2 separate regions of the Mus musculus genome follow, and region 2 is linked to region 1. The links are chromatin contacts, called in public HiChIP or PLAC-seq maps. All regions are on one chromosome and are shown on one strand. The core of a region is the stretch at or near the end of the contact, and the rest is flanking DNA. Distances in the headings are between cores, read along the strand shown. Region 1 has its middle 9.8 kb from the start of Gm1968. Region 2 overlaps Gm26562 (a long non-coding RNA gene).

Evidence for each region. HiChIP or PLAC-seq counts read pairs in DNA pulled down with a chosen protein or histone mark.
Region 2: a contact with region 1 is called in an H3K27ac HiChIP or PLAC-seq map of hepatocytes, with 5 times the contacts expected there. The contact joins two enhancer-like sites. A contact is called at or near these places in 1 of 15 datasets of contacts at CTCF or cohesin (the NIH/3T3 cell line), 4 of 484 Hi-C or Micro-C datasets (the G1E-ER4 cell line, bone marrow-derived dendritic cells and liver), 7 of 115 datasets of contacts at active chromatin or transcription factors (bone marrow-derived macrophages, embryonic stem cells, hepatocytes and 3 more) and 1 of 9 other capture datasets (adipose tissue).

The regions. Positions count from the first base shown.
Region 1 is chr16:29,987,038-29,990,903 of GRCm38.p6, forward strand. No RefSeq gene overlaps it. Among named protein-coding and RNA genes, the nearest start is that of Gm1968, 9.8 kb to the left of the region's middle. Within about 2 kb of position 2,449, at least 21 of the 459 cell types and tissues checked have an H3K27ac peak or open chromatin away from gene starts, as enhancers often do. A contact at or near this core is called in bone marrow-derived macrophages, hepatocytes and microglia, where this site is marked.
Region 2 is chr16:30,186,501-30,190,849 of GRCm38.p6, forward strand. All of the region lies in intron 2 of Gm26562 (a long non-coding RNA gene), which reads right to left. Among named protein-coding and RNA genes, the nearest start is that of 1700025H01Rik, 3.9 kb to the right of the region's middle. Within about 2 kb of position 1,646, at least 330 of the 459 cell types and tissues checked have an H3K27ac peak or open chromatin away from gene starts, as enhancers often do. A contact at or near this core is called in bone marrow-derived macrophages, hepatocytes and microglia, where this site is marked.

The DNA of each region.
Region 1 (3,866 bases), core at 1,199-3,698:
CAATATAGGAGGAAGCTGTTATGGAGGTTGAAGTGGGTTGTCATTTACTGCATTAGAGCTCTAGACATAAACTCCAGGAGATGGAGGAGAAAAGAAAGAAGGGGGAGAAAAGAACCATGGTGCTTCTGGAATGTTCGAGCCCTGAGCAGGGTGGAGATGAGATGGTCCTACAGAGGGCCTCTCTGGCGACCATGATCTCTTTACTCAGGTACTATCCACCGGGTTATTTATTTATGGGACATTTATAGGCCTCTAGACCTGCACAGAATTAACAAATAGAAGGATAAGTGAAATGAGTTTTCAAAGAGCCGACTATGCAGCTGACATGCCTTTCACAGATACTAAATCCATCGGTTCTTGTGAAACTCAAGATGCAGGCTCATTCATTCCTTTTCTTCACCTTTATTTTCCAAAGAAAAAGCCACATTTTCTCCCCAGGCCCCTTCACGTTTCTGCACAGTATCTGAGGGGATTCCTCATTGGCTGAACAGTGGCGGGCTTTTTTTTTTTACTTCAGAGTAAAATGGCTGCTTACGGGCTCCATGTAGCTCCTCCCTTCCTGCCTGTCCATTTCTCTGTTTGTTTGTTTTTGTTGTTGTTGTTTAAACAAGGTCTCACTCTGCAACCCTGACCCTCCAGGAACTCACTATATAGACCAGGTTGGCCCTTGAACTCATAGAGATCCACCTACCTCTGCCTCCAGAGCACTGGGATAAAGGCACGTTATCCTCATACCCTAGGGTCCAACCCTACACTGTAACTGAGAAATCAAGCGTGCTTACTCACAGTCTACAGGCCACGTCACAGTCCTCCAGCCAAGTGCTCCAGAGCTCTGAGTTCTGGGAGAGGAAAGGAGTTCTATTTGATAATTTTGGAATTATCTGCCTTTGGTACAACAGGAATCAGCACACACACACACACACACACACACACACACACACACACACACACACACGGCATCCACCTTCTGCTCAGTCCTGCCTCTCTATTTTCATCACTATCATATACACTTGCATTTACAATCTCTAATGTTAAATTTTAACTTTCAGTGCAGTCTTTCCAAACCTCTGGGATTGCAGTGATATGGGTCTGATAATGTTTATCATCCCAATAGATGCTCTGGGGATCCAGGAAGAAGGCTATACTAGATTAGTGGTGTACATGGGTCAAATCACACACTCCATTCTGGCCACACCCCTGCTTCGTCACCTGTACTTATGTGGTCCCTTTGGCTTAGACTGCCTTTCCACATCCTCCACACTCAGCCCCCACCTGGCGATGCTCCCAAGATGGCCCACACGGGTCCCTAGGACAGCTCTGCTGTGGATCGCAGATGTCAGGATCTTCCCAGCGGCGAAGGACAACGTAGGTCATCCAGTCGAAGATACTGAACAGTTTTTTTTTTTCAGTTTTAATGTCCACTTTGCACTGGGTACCTGTAAAGGCTGCATCAGAGCATATCCCTAGCTTTCCTATAGCCGTGTCTGACAGGATGATAAAACCATAGTGATTATGGGACGTGTTCGTGGGTCTGAAGTGCTATAATGAAGTATCTACCCCTGTATTGAGCAAGGGAGATGGCTCCAATTAATGCTAATCAGACTCTTTTGCTTGAAAGAAATCCAAAATTGCATGCTGACTTATTGAACTTACTCAAATGTTCCAAAATCAATTTTTCTAACATGTCTGAAAAACAAGGTAATATCGTCATTAGTTCAGTGCTATAAACCTGGTGGGTGTTCAGTAAATGTAATTTGAATGCATGAATGTCCAACAGGCTTGGGAGTCAAGACTTGTGAATTCCAGTTTCATTCCCTACAAGTTCATTATGATATTGGGGGGGGGGTGGGGGATCACTTCTATCCGCCAAGCCTCTATCTGTTCATCTGAAAAATGAAGAATTTGGAGCAACCCAAGAATTTTTTTTTTGAGACAAGTTTTTTTCTGTATAGCTCTGACTGTCCTGGAATTCAATCTGTAGACCAGGCTGGCCTCAAACTCAAGAGATCCACCCGCCTCTGCTTCTTGGGTGCTAGGATTAAAGGTATATGCCACCATGCTGAACTTTGTGGCAACCCAAGTTTATCTTTCTGAGATCAAAATCCTGCAGCCTTAACATCCAACAATTACTTGAAAATGCTTAATTTGTCCACGTTACCGGTGTCAAATCAAATGAAAAGAAAGAAGGCTGGAGCTAATTTTTGCTAACTCTTCTTTCTGACTGGTGCCTTATTGTATGCATCATTGTAGGTGGCTTCACACCTATTCTGTTCTTCAGTGAGCAGTGCTGATTTTTCAGGAAGATCATTTTATGTTATTTCTACACATGAGGCAACAGGCACTTTATTAACCTGAAAAGAGTTTGGCTTCCTGTCTTGCCAGCATGACTACTCTTTAGACACTGGGAAGAGACACTGCCAGACAGAGGTTGCTACATGAAAGGGTCAATGGCCTGAACCACAGTAGCCCTGGCTTTGTGCTCAGAGGCAGTTCTCGGGTCACATGCACAGCTGGATAGCTTCATTTCACTTAGCTAAAGAGACTGAGACAAGAGACTGGGCAAGCTGAAATATATCATAATTGAGGATCAAAATTCCAAAGAGTATGGAGAAAAACAGGGAAGAACTCTGCTAAAGTGTTCTTAAAGTGAAACCAAGTGTAACTTCACAAAACCAGGCAGAAGAAAGGAGAAGGGGAAGTGGATATTTGGAGGAGGAGAAGAAGTGAGCTGAGCAGCCCAGAGCTCTCACAAGGTGGGGGCATGATTGGGCCTTGCAGCCTAAGGCCAGAGTCCTTGGTGGTCCTTTGGGGAAACAGTGGAGAGACCAGAGTTGCCAGAAGGGAGTAAAATGTGAGACATCGCTTCAGTGGAAGCTATTCCAGACAACTGAAGAGCGAGCAAAGCCTCGATAACAGGACTCAAAGAGATCAACCGACTCCTATGTACATCTGATGCGGAGGAATGTGAAGCTTAGAGCTCTTTAAAGGGAGATATCAAAGTCGGAATTCTTCACATTAGAAAATCACAGTGCCTACTAAGATTATATATTACTAGAATCTTTTGTAGTGCCTACAAAAGTTTATTAGTCATATGAAGGAGCAGGAAAATGCTGACCCATGAATGATTAAGAGAAAAACCAACCAGAAGAAACAGACCTACAGATGATAGAGGTGAGATATAAATTTTTAAATAAGAGGGACAAAACCTGTCAGTAAAGAGTCTAGATTTAAACCCGGGTCTCCAGACACTTCATATAGCCCTCCTTCCTTTGCTAGTGTCCATCTGCCCTGTATACTTGTGAAAATGTATAGTTTTGCCACACGCCCCCTCCCCATACACCTTTCCTGTGCTACCACTGTGCATATGGGAAAGAACACCCAAGAAGCCTGCAGAAGCAGCTGCAGACCTGAAACCCATGCCAGCCATCTTAAAAATCTTAAACAGTGCTGTAACTGAGCTTTCTTGTACTTTGCCTTCCCCCACTGAAACTTACTGGAATTGTCAAGGGCCACGCCTTGGTGATATCTGTAGCCAGAGGGCCTCTGCTCCTTAGGGGTCATGGCTTCTGGGAGCATGGGCTAACTCATGTGTAAACTGTGAGAATGTGCACCAGGAAACCAAGCCTCCTGCTTCAGGTCCAAGCTGACTAAAGACTTATGCAAGGGTTGACGCTGAAGGCAACAAGGTACAAGCCCCACTCCCTTGCTGGGGCGGTGGTGGGAACAAGATGGGGTGGGGGCATGTTTTCATATGTGTGCTGCCTACAAGAGTGTCAGAGAGAATGGTGTAAGAAGTCTAGACCTAGGGTCACTTCCCAAGCTGGGGGCACAGTTTTCCTCTCTGCAATTCCCTAGGCACATTGTTA
Region 2 (4,349 bases), core at 396-2,895, 200 kb after region 1:
GTGATTAACAACTCCGGCCAACCTTCAAAGGCAGACGTGCTGTTCAGTTCTGGCGAGACATTGGAGGGAAGCTATGTTAACAGGTCTGTGACCTGTTCAGCCTCAGATCCAGGCCCTACCAGCCCACCCTCCACTGCCGCGTCCTCTCTGGCCGGTAGCCTGGAATGACAGCAGCTTCCTGTCTTGTCAGTCTCAGGCTGCTGTCCCCACGTGTCCCTATCACCTTCCACACCCGCATGACTATTCCCTATCTCCTGAGGTTTCGGATGGGTTATGTTTTCAACGCGGACTCTTTCTGGCTCTGAATCAGCGTGACATGTTAAACCTCAGCCCAGAAACAGTCAAAATGGCGGGAGGAAGGAGCAGGTCTGGCTTAACAAAAAGACAAATGCAAGGCCCCGGGTGGAGCATGGGAGAGAAAGATGAGCTACATTGGTGGCTTGTAGGTGAGGTGCCATGTTGGGAGTTAGGACACCCACTCTCAGGCCTGCCTGTACCCCATCCCTTCTCACACCTAGCTTCAGAAGGCTGAGCCAGCCCTGGCAGCCTCTGAAGCCATGACACAAGAGCCCATGCTTCTCAAGTTCATGGGCCAGATCCTATGACTCAGGGCTCTGGGCAGGCCGAGCTTCCATATCCACGTCACCTCCTCCATCAGGACTTGGTGAGAAGGGGCCTCCCACAGTGACATCATAGAAGGAAGCAGGTGTCTTTCCACTCATCCCCTCCCCCAGGCCTGGAGTTTCTGGGACACAGAAGGGACTCTTAGCCCTGCCTCCTCCAGCCCCACGCAAAACATCTCCTGCCTCACCAGAGTGAGGGTCTGCCTGGGATGCCAAACAGCCTCGCCCTGACATAGTCTGTGGAAAAAGGAAAAATCTGCATCAAAAGAAGAAAGCTAGACCCTCAGCTCCAGGTTCACATGGCCCCATAGCACAACCATTGCTAAAGCTGTCACTTGTTCTATGTCATTTCATCTGTCCACAGTGGTAAAGAGACACGCCCAAGTGCCCATGGGCTCCAGCTTTGCGCATTTGTTCTGAGTCCTCTACCAGGTGCTGGCAGTTTGCAGAGATGAGTAACCTGAGGTCCTGCTTTAAAAAAAAAAAAAAAATACGAGGTTTGTATCCAAGATCCAACAACTGAGACTTTGGTCATGTGACCCTTGCCACCTCTGCATTCTCGTGTATAAAACGGACAAAATAAGCAGCAAGTTGTAAACGGGCTCCTGTAGGTAACTAATTTGGCACAGGATGACCATTCTCTAATTAATAAATATACACTTACGCGCGAGCCTGGGGAAGCCTCTGGAGTGAAACGCACTGCTAAGGGCTTGCTTCTGTAACACCAAGCCTGTCACACACAAAGCCTCTCGCCCCAGAATAAGATTTTTAAAAGAGAAAAAGAAGAAGAAAAAAAGCTTGTTCTTTCTCGTTTGGGTGATCGTTAGCAGCCTGACCTCGGAGGCATCCCACGCGCACTCTCTGTCCCCCTGACAGCCTGGCCCGCACCCCTCCCGGCCGGATGTGCGCGCAGAGGGCCGAGGTTGGGAGCGTTTCCGGGACGGCTGGGTCACAGTGTGGCTCTGCAGTGTCTGGCAGCCCCACCCTTCCTGGCAGCCAAACCTCCTCCTCCTCCGGCCTCTGAAAGCCTGCCAGCACCCGGGAGGGAGAGCAGGCCCTGGAGACACAAGGTCCAGCTTCGAGGGGAGGGCAGGAGCCCGCAGAGGGGACCTGGCGCTCCTCCCGCCCTCCTGACCTGCCACGCACACGCATCTTAACAAGTGCCGAGTGCTCCTCCTAGTGGAAAAGGAAGGATGCGCGACCCCGGCTTGCTGCCCTTCTCTGGGCTCCTTCCCAGGCCTGATAGATGGCCACACCAGCAAGTCTCACCCCACCTCACAGTGCCAAAGGCCCATTCATATCCAGTGCCATTTGAGTGTGGAACACTTTTAGGACCCATTTTACAGATGAGAACACTGAGTCGGTCTCAGGCCGAACTGCAACTGTTTTCTTTGCATCAGTGTGCTACTCTCAAAATTAACCACAAGCAAGACCTGTCTCATACCCATGGCCCATGCTTTTCCACCTGGTCACACACAGACGTCATACCATCTTGAGAACAGACCTGGATCTCTCTTTGCCCTCTGACCTTGATCACTAGAAACTGAGTGCTCTGGGGATATCCTGATTAAAAGCTTTTTGGCTGACTGATCACTGCTGCCCCTTCAGAGCCAGCCCCTCCCCTTCCAACAACCCACCTAACACCACCAAAGCAGGAGTCAGGGGCTTTCTGCTCACTGTGGGCAGAGTGAGTTCCAAAAGTTGCCTCTAGATAACTCTACCATACACCAGCTGCTTAGCCTGGTTCACAGGCTATAGGGAGTGGGGATTGTCTCCAGCCCTGTCCAAAGAAACCACAGAGGCCTTCAGGCTGTCCCCTGGAAAGTCTCCAAGCCCCTGTCCTCATCCCTGCCCATGGTGGAGAGAGGGCATTTTGGAGTAAGTCACTCATCAAAGAGGGGAGGTGACCCTTGTCCTGTTCAGAAACCGGCTGAATGAAGAAGCCACATGCTGCCTTGGGAATGTGTGTCCTGGGGAGCAGCCCTGGAGGTCTGGAGACCCTAGATGGGAGGTTCTTGGAAGCCACAGGAGGAGGAATGTCCGCTGCCCACCATCCCCAGCTGGGATCCTGTCACGGGACCGCCCTGGGCCTGAGCTCAAGGGCAGAGCAGGCAGGCAGTGAGCTGTGTTTTCTGGGAAGGCAGCCAGTCCTTGTTGCCCTCCGGCTTCCGGGCACTGAGAATGGTAGAGCAAGCACTGGCCGCCTCAGCTCCCTCCAGTCCAGGCTGAGTGGGCACACCCTACTTCTGGTGCCAGGGAGCCACAAACACTCAGCTCCTTGCTCTCGAGGGGAGGGGAGGCACAGTGGAGACTCAGAAACACAAAATGCAAGTCCCTGGTAGCCGATCCTAAGCGAGTCCTGACTCCTCTTCCTGGTTAAACTGTCTGAGGGCAAGGGAGAAGCCTTTGGCTTGGCCTCAAAAGATGCCAGGCTCAGCCAGGTTGTGGTGACTTGTGCATTTAATCCCAGCACTCCGGAGACACATGGGAAGCAGAGGCAGATGGATCTCTGAGTTTGAGGCCAGCCTGGTCTACTGTGATTTCCAGGACAGCCAGGGCTCCACAGAGAAACCCTGTCTCAAAATAGATAGATAGATAGATAGATAGATAGATAGATAGATAGATAGATAGATAGATAGATAGATAGATAGATAGATATGCAGAGCTCTATCTAATCCTAGGTAGTATGCCATGTACCTGTGGGCACATGTCATTTCTCCTAATCCTAGCTTCAGTTAGATGTGCTAACCTTCCTGGTTGCTTAAAGCCCCACAGCCTAAAATGTATGTGGCTACACCTGAAGCACGACTCTCCTATGAGGGCTGCAGTTTCTTGGTGTCAAAGACTTGAGTGCCGCCTTATGTAATAGATTGCTATTGAGGAAATGAAGACAGACTTGGGCTCTTGACAGATATTATGTGAGACTCCGAAAAGGAAGAGGCCGCCTAGTCCCTGGTAGCTGTCACAGCAGGTACCCTTGACTACTAGGGACAAACCACACATGAGTCTGGAACTCATCAGATTCCTCACTAGGGCACTCAGCATGCCCAGAAGATCCCAGAAGATGAAGTTTGAGGGTCTCAAGTCGTTTCTCAAGACGACTTGTCTTTCAACTGCAAAGGGCTCTCCCGTGAGAGGGGCTACACTACAGCTGCCTGGCAAGGGCCCTAAAGTGAAGATTTGTAAAGACCGGGTTCAGATTCCTTGAGAAAAGAACCTTCTAAAGGCTAGTTTCTAGCAGACTAGACTGAGGTCATAGGCAGTGCGCTTCCAGTCACGAGGAGTGTTTGTCTGGATCTGTGATGGTGGGGGGGTGAGTCTACGAAGAGATGGTGAGTGAAGAGCCTCCGCAAATCCTGCCCTTGTCCTGGGGATTCCTGGCTTCTCTGTTCTCCATGGGCTGTGAGGCCTTCCCTGGTTTTAATTAGCAAGTACTGCCTGAGAGGTTACTCAGAACACGAGCGCTTGGCTAGATCGCACTGTGCAGACCGCCTGAAGCGTTACACATCTTGTACACATTATTCCAAGTAGGAGGGACTGGGTATCTATCAGGACAGGCAGTTTAATGGGTTATAAATGGTTCTGCTCCCACGTAGCCCTCCGTACATCTCTCTCTCTCCCTTTGCTGTGGAAAAGGAGCTCACGACTAAGGCCACAGAGCCTGTGGCCTTCGAAGGACCAGGACAAACAAAACCAAGTATAAAGAGAACTCACGCCGGAGTGTGG